Regions from separate parts of the Mus musculus genome. Here region 1 is linked to region 2. A link is a contact called in public targeted proximity ligation data. All regions are on one chromosome and are shown on one strand. The core of a region is the stretch at or near the end of the contact, and the rest is flanking DNA. Distances in the headings are between cores, read along the strand shown. Region 1 overlaps Glis3 (GLIS family zinc finger 3). Region 2 overlaps Rfx3 (regulatory factor X, 3 (influences HLA class II expression)).

The links.
Region 1: a contact with region 2 is called in a targeted proximity ligation map of pancreatic cancer cells. A contact is called at or near these places in 2 of 130 datasets of targeted methods (embryonic stem cells and pancreatic cancer cells).

Annotation. Positions count from the first base shown.
Region 1 is chr19:28,567,425-28,572,307 of GRCm38.p6, forward strand. All of the region lies in intron 2 of Glis3 (GLIS family zinc finger 3), which reads right to left. Among named protein-coding and RNA genes, the nearest start is that of D930032P07Rik, 110 kb to the right of the region's middle.
Region 2 is chr19:27,901,122-27,906,189 of GRCm38.p6, forward strand. The region is part of intron 1 of Rfx3 (regulatory factor X, 3 (influences HLA class II expression)); the gene reads right to left. Among named protein-coding and RNA genes, the nearest start is that of Rfx3, 110 kb to the right of the region's middle.

The DNA of each region.
Region 1 (4,883 bases), core at 1,412-3,911, 670 kb after region 2:
TGTGAAGCACAGAGCTGTTATCTTTGGAAGAGATCAAGGAGGACCAGGTGCTCAGCATACAGCAAATGATTCAGGATGGAGAAGAGGGAGATGTCTAGTCTCCCTACGTAATGTGAAATGGGGGTGGTATAAACTTAACTTCTCTAAATCATACAGACAAAGAAGTAAATGAGTTACCAAATCCCTCCCAGCTTAAACATGTCTAAATAAACACTGCATTTACTCTTCTCATCAAATTAAATTTCAAAAGTGCTATAAAAGAAAATTAAATTTAATATGATGACAAGACATAACATACGTGACATACACAGTAAGTTTCTTATATACAATCTATTATAAACATCAAAAATATAATTCAAAAAATCCAAATTCCCAATAACAGCATGTAATATAAAGAATGCTTCACTGTCTCCATGAAGATATAAATATAGATACATACATGTTCCTAGGAATGAAAAATAAATATAGCAAAGAATGTTGATGCTTCTAACTACTTTATAGTTTACTGTAGTTTCATCTTCTGCATTATTGATACTTTATTGGAGGGAGGTACACTGGGTGGCAGAGGACGTTGAGAAGGACCGGTTAAACTTATTACAGAGCAGATTCGAAAGATCATGACCTCAGATATATAATAATTAGCACATGAGGTCATTATAAACTAATAAGGAAAGGGATCAATAAAAAGTGAAAGGGCAACCTGTGACACAGCTGAGTGGGAAAGGAATGTTGATTTTCCATTTGCGTTATAAATGTTTCTGATGATCTGCTGCTGAGGTAGAAAGCCATTTTGTAACTTGGCATTCTCAAAGCAATAACATTGCTTTCTATGGCTCTCGGAATTGAATGGTCTGTGTGGAGTCTCCTAGGGCAGTGCAGTCAGATGTACCTGAAGGCTGGATGGATATCTAAAGCCACTCCCCTCCATGCTGCCAAGGATGCTAGCTGTCAGCACTGGGCTCAGCTGGAGCCACAGTGGGAGCACAGGGCCATGGCTCATGACTTGGGCATCTCACAGAATGGTGGCCATTCCAAGAGGTGGAAAGCGGAGCCTTTCATATCAGTTAAGGACCACGCCATTGGGGCTTGAGAGATGGAAGTGGGAAGCAGGAAGTGAGCAGCAGGGCTGGGTGTAAAGCCTTTGCTGTACCAACATTGAGATCTGACCTCAGAGCCCCAGCACCCATCTAAAAACTGGACGCGACCACTGAGAAAGCAGAGACATGTGAGTTTGGGGGACTCACTGAACAGCCAGTGGAGCTAAAACACTGAGTTTCTGATCCCATGAGAAATCCTGTTTCAACAGGTAAAATGAAGAGGGATGGAGAAAGATGTCTAATGTTGTCCTTTGTCCTCCACATATGCAAGTATGGATGAGTATGCTTATACACACACACACACACACACACACACACACACACACACACACACACGAGGGGGGGAGGGGGAGGGGGAGGGGGAGGGGGAGGGGAAGAGGGAGAGGGAGAGGGAGAGGGAGAGGGAGAGGGAGAGGGAGAGGGAGAGGGAGAGGGAGAGGGAGAGGGAGCAAGCCAAGCTCACTTCTGCTTTGTTACTGGCCACACAAGTCTCAAGACCCACCAAGGTTCAGAAGGCAAGACAAACAGACTCTTTTCTTGGCTGTGGAATAGCACAGGGAGTGGGGAGCCATGGCTTCTGGCATCACTGGCAAACACAACCCCAGGAAAATAAAAGGCAAAATATTAAAAGCAAAATACAAAGCAACAAAAACAGAGATGCATTTGAATTTTTATTTCCTTTGCGATACAGTGACAAAATAAACACTATTACTATAAAAAAATATGTTGGCTTAATCAGGGTGACAAACAGAATTAAAAAGCTAACATAAGACTGGGAAATTAAGTAGAATTGTATATAAAAGCAATGAAGAGTTTTTATAAATCAGAACTATCGACAAGAATTTGAGGCTTAAACAGTTCCTAAAAGAAGGACCCAAGAGATGAGACAAAAATAGACAACATTATGCCTGCAGGTTGAGCTGACAGTGTAATGTGTGATATAAACCTATTGGGAAGGAAATTCTTAGCATGATAAAGGGTATTTAGAATATTCATTCGGCTCTGTAATCTATCTTGAAGAAATAAATGAAGGCTTACACCATCACTTAAGTGCTACTTACAATGATATAATTTTAATTTCTAAGAGTCCTTGATTAAATAAGCTGTGACTTCAGTACAATGCACGTGTTGGAAATTCTTCTGAACTTCAATTTTTATTTTTAAAAAGAACACTGAAGTACACACAAATTTATAACACATTATAAGGATAAGGAATATGAAACTTTAATAGAGTAAAATCAAAATGTATACCCACATATCCGCAGTCTAAAACTATTAATGACTCTTATCTCCCTATCTATGATGCACTAACAGGTCACTTTATTTTATTCTATATTCAATATTATAAAAGCTTTTACAGTAAACATGCAGACATTGATTTTTAAGGGGAAAATGCTATTTAAAGAAAAGAAAAACCAATGTAATATAAAGTAAGAGACTAACAAGGTCACATGCTATCGAGTCACTGCCAAAAGATTAAAAGCAAGAGAAGCACAGCCCTGCAGCCGGTGACCTGGGAGTCACTGACCCATCCCATGGCCCGTTCATCAGCAGCCAAGTCACTTTCCCAGGCACCCATCCCAGTCATGGCATAGATTCCTATGCAGTTGTGCAGTGGTAAAGCTGCCAGCTTTCTTCTCCCCAGATCAATAATTCACCCATTTGTTTTCAGTGCTGAGCCTTTTTATTTTGCTTCATTATTGTTGATGATGATTTGGTTTTTTTAGGCAGTCTTGCTACACAGCCCCATCTGACCTGGATTCACCAGGAAGTCCAGCTTGGCCTGGATCTCTCAGTCCCCCTACCTTAACCCCAGTGCCAGGATTATACTCACTTTCTACCATGCCCTGTTTTCAAATACAGTATGTATTGGGGGGGGATTCAAACAACAAGACATCAGCCACTAGCAATCTGTTAACTAAGGTTTCTTGGGCTTGCAGCTCTTAATTAGCTATAATAGCTGCTGTTTCTTCAGAAGGTTCCTCGCCCCTTGCCTTTCAAAGCATGCTGAACAACTTGTGAAAACATCAACTCAGGCTGCTGGGACTCAAGTTTCTGAGCCATGGATGGGGTAGAAGCTAAGCACCTGTGTCCACACGTCCCCAAACAATATGGACTAGCCCTTCTGAAAACCACTATTCCAGATCATTGTTCCCTACTCCTCACATTAGAAATGTATTCTTTTGCTTCTATAATTTTTGTCATGTATATTTTTCCCATATATGGAAGTCAGAAGACAATTTGCTGGAGCCAGTGTGTTCCTTCTGCCACAGGTATTCCAGAGATGAAACTCGGGTCATAAGGCCCGGGCCAGCAAATGCCTTCACCCTCGAGCCATCTCACCAGACTAAGTAGTAGACTACTAGCAATAATAATTGTTAATAACAATAATAATGGATAGCCTAAGTAAACTTCAGAATCTATCACTTCCGTTTAAGATGGAGCAATACATTCAAAAAGCAAGCCCAGCTAGTGTAGGCATGGTATCATACACCAGTAATCTTAGCACTAAAGAAGCTGAGGCAGGAAGATGGCATGTCACAGACCAGCTAGTTTAGTAGACCCTGTTTCAAATGAATAGAGACACAAGCCCAGCATCGTATTTTTAAAATGACCATTTATGCTGTAATTCTCAGCCAGTTTTCTTGATTGACAAGCCTGACATCCTTCAGCAACTATAAAGACGCGCTTCACTCTGGTCCCAGGCGAGGAAATAAATTCTTCTCAACATTCCTAGGGAAGGAGTCCTCCCTCCCCTCCTCTCCTCCCCTCTTTTGTCCTCTCCTCAATCTTTAATGGAGTCTCAGTCCTCCCCAATGAGACCTCTCCTTCCCACGCCTATTCCTCTTTTATTTCTCTCAACATCTTAAGTAGCATATTAGGCCCACCTTGAAAACAAGGTGAACTTGATAGAGTGAGGCATCCTGGGTCATGCCTATATAAGGAGCGTGTGACTGCTGTGTAAGAGGCCTGGATTAGATACAGGGAAATGGGAAGCAAAAAGCCTTCAGCTGAGAAGTGACTGGAACACAGTGGCTTCAGGAGTAAGCAGGTAATATGGCTGAAAAGTAAGTTCAGACCTGAATTTTATGACCATAAAACCTTCAACCCCCCGGGAAATGAGCTGAAATACCTTCTTTTGAGCTTTACTTAGCATCTGTCCGTGTTAAGAAGAGCCCTACACACTGTGGCTGTGGGTCAGCTTCCTTCAGCCTGGACACGCCCATTGTCATCTTGAAGGAAATCTGCTTATCACCACCATGAGACTTTATGAAACCATGCTCCTTAACAAGGGAGCAGAGGCTGAACAAAGCCACAAACCTTCCCTTCAAGACCCTCACAAGGGCCCTCTAGCCATCCTGAGCATGGCAAACATGGCCTTGGTAGGCCTTTCCCTTCCCTGCTATTTCCTAGGCCTTGCCAAAAACCGTTAGATTGAATTCCTAAAGCTAGCTACCAAGGTCGATCCTCTTATTTGGCCACTTCCTGCTGCTTTAGGTTGTTCCTCTCCTCCCCATGTCTAGCTAGCAAAGTACTGAAGTCCAACAATCAAAAGCCACTTTTGGCTTATCCAAATTAACATGCTCAAATAAAATTAAGTATTTCATCCTAACACAGCGTTTCCTCTTTTAACTTTATAAACCACCATTTGCCTGTAGGCCATGTCTATTTGCTCTCTATCGAGAAGCACTCCTTTCCCCACATCTAAGGACAAAACTCCTTCCCTGTCTCCCTTGATCCCTTGCCCTTCTACTCCATCCTCTATCTCCTGTCTTTGTCTCTTAT
Region 2 (5,068 bases), core at 2,485-4,984:
TGAGACTAAGAGGCAGAACTTCTCTGAAAGCGGCTGTCCTTTGATTTCAGCTGTTAAAAGTATTTCAATTCTTTAATGAACTATGGTATAAATATTCATAATATTCAAATCTCAGAACACAATCTGAAATAGATGCCCATTGTAATGAACCATATTTTCTAGATACTTTTCAAGGCTATTAGGAAGTCAATAAAGAATACAGAGTAAATCATTTCTAAATTAATTTCTAAGTGTGTGTGTGTCTCTATGTGTGTGTGTGTGTGTATACACATACATTCATACATATACATTATATGCTAGTTACAAATTCAATAAAAATAAATGTGAATTTCCTGGTCTGTGGATAAAGGAACATAATTGCAAGGTCTGTAGATAAGGTATGCAGTACTGATAATTGGTAGCCTATGAAGAGCAATACATTTCAGTTTAAAGTTGTAAAGAACATGGTGAACATTTATGTTCCTTCAGAAAATTAAGTTCTCAAGTACTCAATGCTTGGGGGAGAAAGTTACTTCTCAAAATCTTCCTCACAGCGTGACCAATCCTATTCTTTTCCTACAACCACCATCTCATTCAAGTTTAGCGGTGGACCTTGAAAAACCACAAACCTACTCTTATAATACACAATCTGTAGCCGCGAGAGGTTAGAAACATAGTTAATGTAGCAAGAGAATAGCTGGGCCATGCTTGTCATTATGACCTGAGTCATGTTCTCCAGTGTTGTACTGGCATTTCTATACATGATCTATGAATTTCCTTATTGCTTTCTTAGTCAAAGTCCTAAAGCTGCACAGAAGCCACAAAGTCCAGCAGTAACAGCTGCAACAGATTGTGTTCAGAAGTAAGAGGATCTTCTGGGTGCTTTTTATAAACATATTTACTCAGGAATAAAGGAATCCACGAAACGACCTGAGTTTCACTTTTAATTGAGGGGTGTTGCGTATACTGAAGAAGGAAGAAATGCATGAACAATGAGGACTGTGGCTCTTGGGTCATTTACAGTGATGGGCTCATATGCAGCTTTAAGACATCCTGGATACGTGAGAAGCCACTGTGTAGACAAGTTGCAATTTTTCAAAAGACGCTGAAAAATCAAGATTTTTTTATGTGAAATATAACAAACTGTGGCTCTTTCAAATGTAAAAATCATGTCAATAAATTTTTATTTGGACTAGCATTAAAACCATGGAGATACCTAAGACTGAATGAGAATTACATGATTGCGTATACAAAATTCCCATCTGGTTAGGATGATGGCAGACAATGATGCTCTAATGCTGGAAGCCAAAGCTAGGTTATAGTTCAATGAAACAGTGCTTACTTAGCCCTAGTTAGATCCCAGCACTGGCTATCCCCTTCAAAATTATCTTTTTCTTAAAGGAGAATACATAAATTAGAAACCCTAGCTCTTCCTTTTATTTAATTTTTTTTCCTTCCATGACAAGTAGAGAGAAAAACAGCAATCCAAACATGAATGCAAGAACCTTTTGGGTCCTTTGATTTATCATGCACACTCAGAGTACTGATTACTGTTGTGCTCTAACAACAGAGCTAGATGTTTGTAGGACAAGGCATAGCCCACGAACACATAGCGTCTGCTGGGATGGCGCTCAGTCTCGCCAGCTTTAGGATGACCAGGAGACGTTGTCTGTATGGTGTACACATTCAGACGGCATGTGTGGCCAGCTAGGGCGTCTCCTGACCTCTGACTCATCCGTTATGCATGGGTTTCCACAGTGACACCTCTTACACTACCATCCCCTCCTGCTCTCCACAGAGCTGGCTAAAACTGCGCCAAGATGAGCTTATGTGCCAGTATTTTGTATTAGTGATTGTAACTAATTAATGAAATTATGATGTCCTTCACTTTATAGGTGAGTAACTGGAGGCCTGAAGATGTCGAATCCCATCCCTGGCTCACTAGCACACACACAGGAAACATCAAGGAAAGGGTTGACACTACAGTGAAGTTCATGCTCTCGACTTCACAGGATACATTGGAATCTCTGAGTTTAATAACAAGCAGGGAAAAGGGAAATAGAATAAAAAGAGTGATTTAAGTTTTAGAATGGGGCACTGAAAAAGGTAGAAAATATGTCAACTATTCAACGGGAGTAAACTAAACAAGTAAGGACAAATGCTCGTTTTTAAATGTAAAGCGAGACTGTAGGAGAACCTTTTATTTGTCTTCCAGCTCTGCCTCTGCCACATCCAAACTGGCATCAAAAGCCCAATCTAGTGCATCAAGTGTCAGTCAAACCCAGAATACTTTCTGCTTAGTCCCAGTTTCTATGCTTTTGACCAGCTTTTTAAATTTCATTATATTCATTTTATGTGTTGAAGTGATTCTGCTGCATGTATATATGTGCAACAAATACATGCCTGACTCTTTAGGAGATCCAAAAGACGTTTTCAATCCTTTGGAACTGGAGTTATGGGTGGTTGTGGGCCACCATGTGGGTGCTGGGAACCATCCTCTCCAAGGACAGTCAATGGCGTTAAACCCTGAGCAAGCTCTCCTGACAGACACTGCTTCATTCTGCTCCAGTTTCAACACCTCCATCAGCTCAGAAGAAGAAACTCTCTGCCAGGCTCATCCCATCACTCCCATAAATGGCTATAACTGCAATTAGGTCCATCATTTACAAAGTCCTTTCCTGATTGCAGAAAAAAGTCTAATGCCTTACATACATTTCTAGCTTTATGCTCACAGGAAGCCCATGATGCAGATGGTATCCTTAGCTAACAACTGTGTAAACTGATACATGGGTGGGATTTTTAAAAATTGTTAAAAGACAGGCGGTGGTGACACATGCCTTTAATCCCAGCACTTGGGAGGCAGAGGCAGGCAGATTTCTGAGTTCGAGGCCAGCCTGGTCTACAAAGTGAGTTCCAGGACAGCCAGGGCTATACAGAGAAACCCTGTCTCGAAAAAAAAAAAAAAAATAAATAAATAAATAAATAAATAAATAAAATAAAAATTGTTAAAAGCATGCAGGCAGAAATAGGAAGAATCGGAATTCACTCAACTTCTGTCTGACTTGAAAATCCATGCTCACTGGGTGTCCTGCGATGCAGGCTCAGGTCAGGACAGTTTCTCAACAAAGAGCCTGAGACTGATAGTGAGAAAGGTTTGGGATTCTAATGCAGGTTCTTTTTCCAGAAGCACTTTCCATTCACTAGCTCAGAGGACCTAATCTGATCAGAACAATGACGGTGTACAGCACATCGGGAGAGTACAATCCTCTGAGGAAAGCTTGTTAACAGACTGTTCTAACCTACTGACACACTGTAGCATTCTGGGGACTCCCCTCCATCTGTGCAAAGTGAGAACTCTCTCTCACAGGAGGGCAGTGCCTGAAGCCTGCTACCTTGGGCTATTGCTTCAACCCCCTGAGCAACACTGGGTGCTTATAACCTATTTTCTCTCGTTCACCAGCAGAAGTTTTGGAGGTTTTGTTTACGCCTGGGGGTAATTTGCTTAGTTTTTATCTTTCAGTGCCTGTTAAGTGATATTTGTTTATGGATCACAAAAGCAGTCACATTACTTTGTTTTGATAAATTAAATAACCCCCTGCAGTTTGTCACTGATGTAGCCCACATGTAAATGAGTTGTATACTCTTACAGGAGAGACAAGCACAATTTCTGCCTAGTCATCCTTGCCTAATGTGCCTGTCAGGTGTGTCAGGGGCAGCAGGCGCTTGCTTGACAAAGGACCTTTTTATTCTGGCTAATTAAGCAGTTGGACACACCCGCCTGCTAAGGGTTCTGCTTTGTACAGCCAGCTCTGGATGAGTCATGAGAATCTAAGGCTAAATAGGCCACATTCTGAAAGAAGGCTAATTAGACCCTAGGAGGAGGAAAAGAATATTGCAAAACCCAGCTGCTGAATGTAACAAATTAGCATCTCTTCAACCTGATGGGTAAACCTAGGCAAATCAAGTGTATTTGGAACAACCATGCCTTATTTCAAGTTTTAAGGCATTCAAATGTCCTTTGTGGGGGGGCTTCCTGAAAATTATTTAACACACTCAAATTCACAGTTGGACTCTTTTTATCACATACAATGAACATGCCAAATTAAATAGATTAATAATCTGATCTAGTCAATTGCTTATCAAACAGAACTTTATAAGCCTATAACTGACTGTGTCCATCCATCGATTACTGGGTTCTTCCTTCCTGAAATACTCTCTCTCACACAAAGCAAAGGCTGAGTACTCTGACTGTGATTCCATTAAAATGACTCAGCTTTCTGAATGAAGAATGTGATAAAGATATACAGCTTAATCTTCAAATTGCTTCTTCCTTTTACCTTATAGAAAGACCAAGATGCTAATTCCACTTCCCATTTAAACCAAATAAATCAAAGTTATTATGATAGTATTTTATGGTAAAACAACATGGCAATACTCACATAAACTATAAGAATTTTAGAAGACTGATTCAACGTAAGATCATAGCAATCAATGGTCTGTCATAAGTATAAATTATTAGTTTTAAACTGGAGAAAAAATAGCTTGACAGTATATTTTTACATAAAGAAAACCAATACCATTATAGAGATTCTGAAACATAAAACTTTTATTACTAACACTCAAATCAGGATGAGTTAAACCCCCATTAATTAAAATTATGGGTATGATGGGACTAGAGAGATTGCTCAGTGGGTTAAGAAAATTTAGTGCTCTTTCAGAGGAACAGATTTTGGTTGTCAGCACCCACAATGGTCAGTTCACAACTCTCTGTAACTCCAATCCAATCGATCTGTCAACACCTTTTTCTAGCCTGCCTGCGCTCGCACACACACACACACACACACACACACACAACATACACTCACACAGATAAAGGGATATACTACTTGAATAAAAATTGTAAAGAACACATAGCCCCAGAGGGCATTTTTCCTGAAGCTGTGAAAATTGCCAGCCTGGAGGCTACCACAGTTGCACTTCCGGTGGCTACAGATAGTTATGAAAACCAAGTCTTAGAGAATGGGCGAGAATGATAAAGGATGCACACCCACTGCCCTGAACCCGAGGTGGGACAACGCCATGGGCCCGC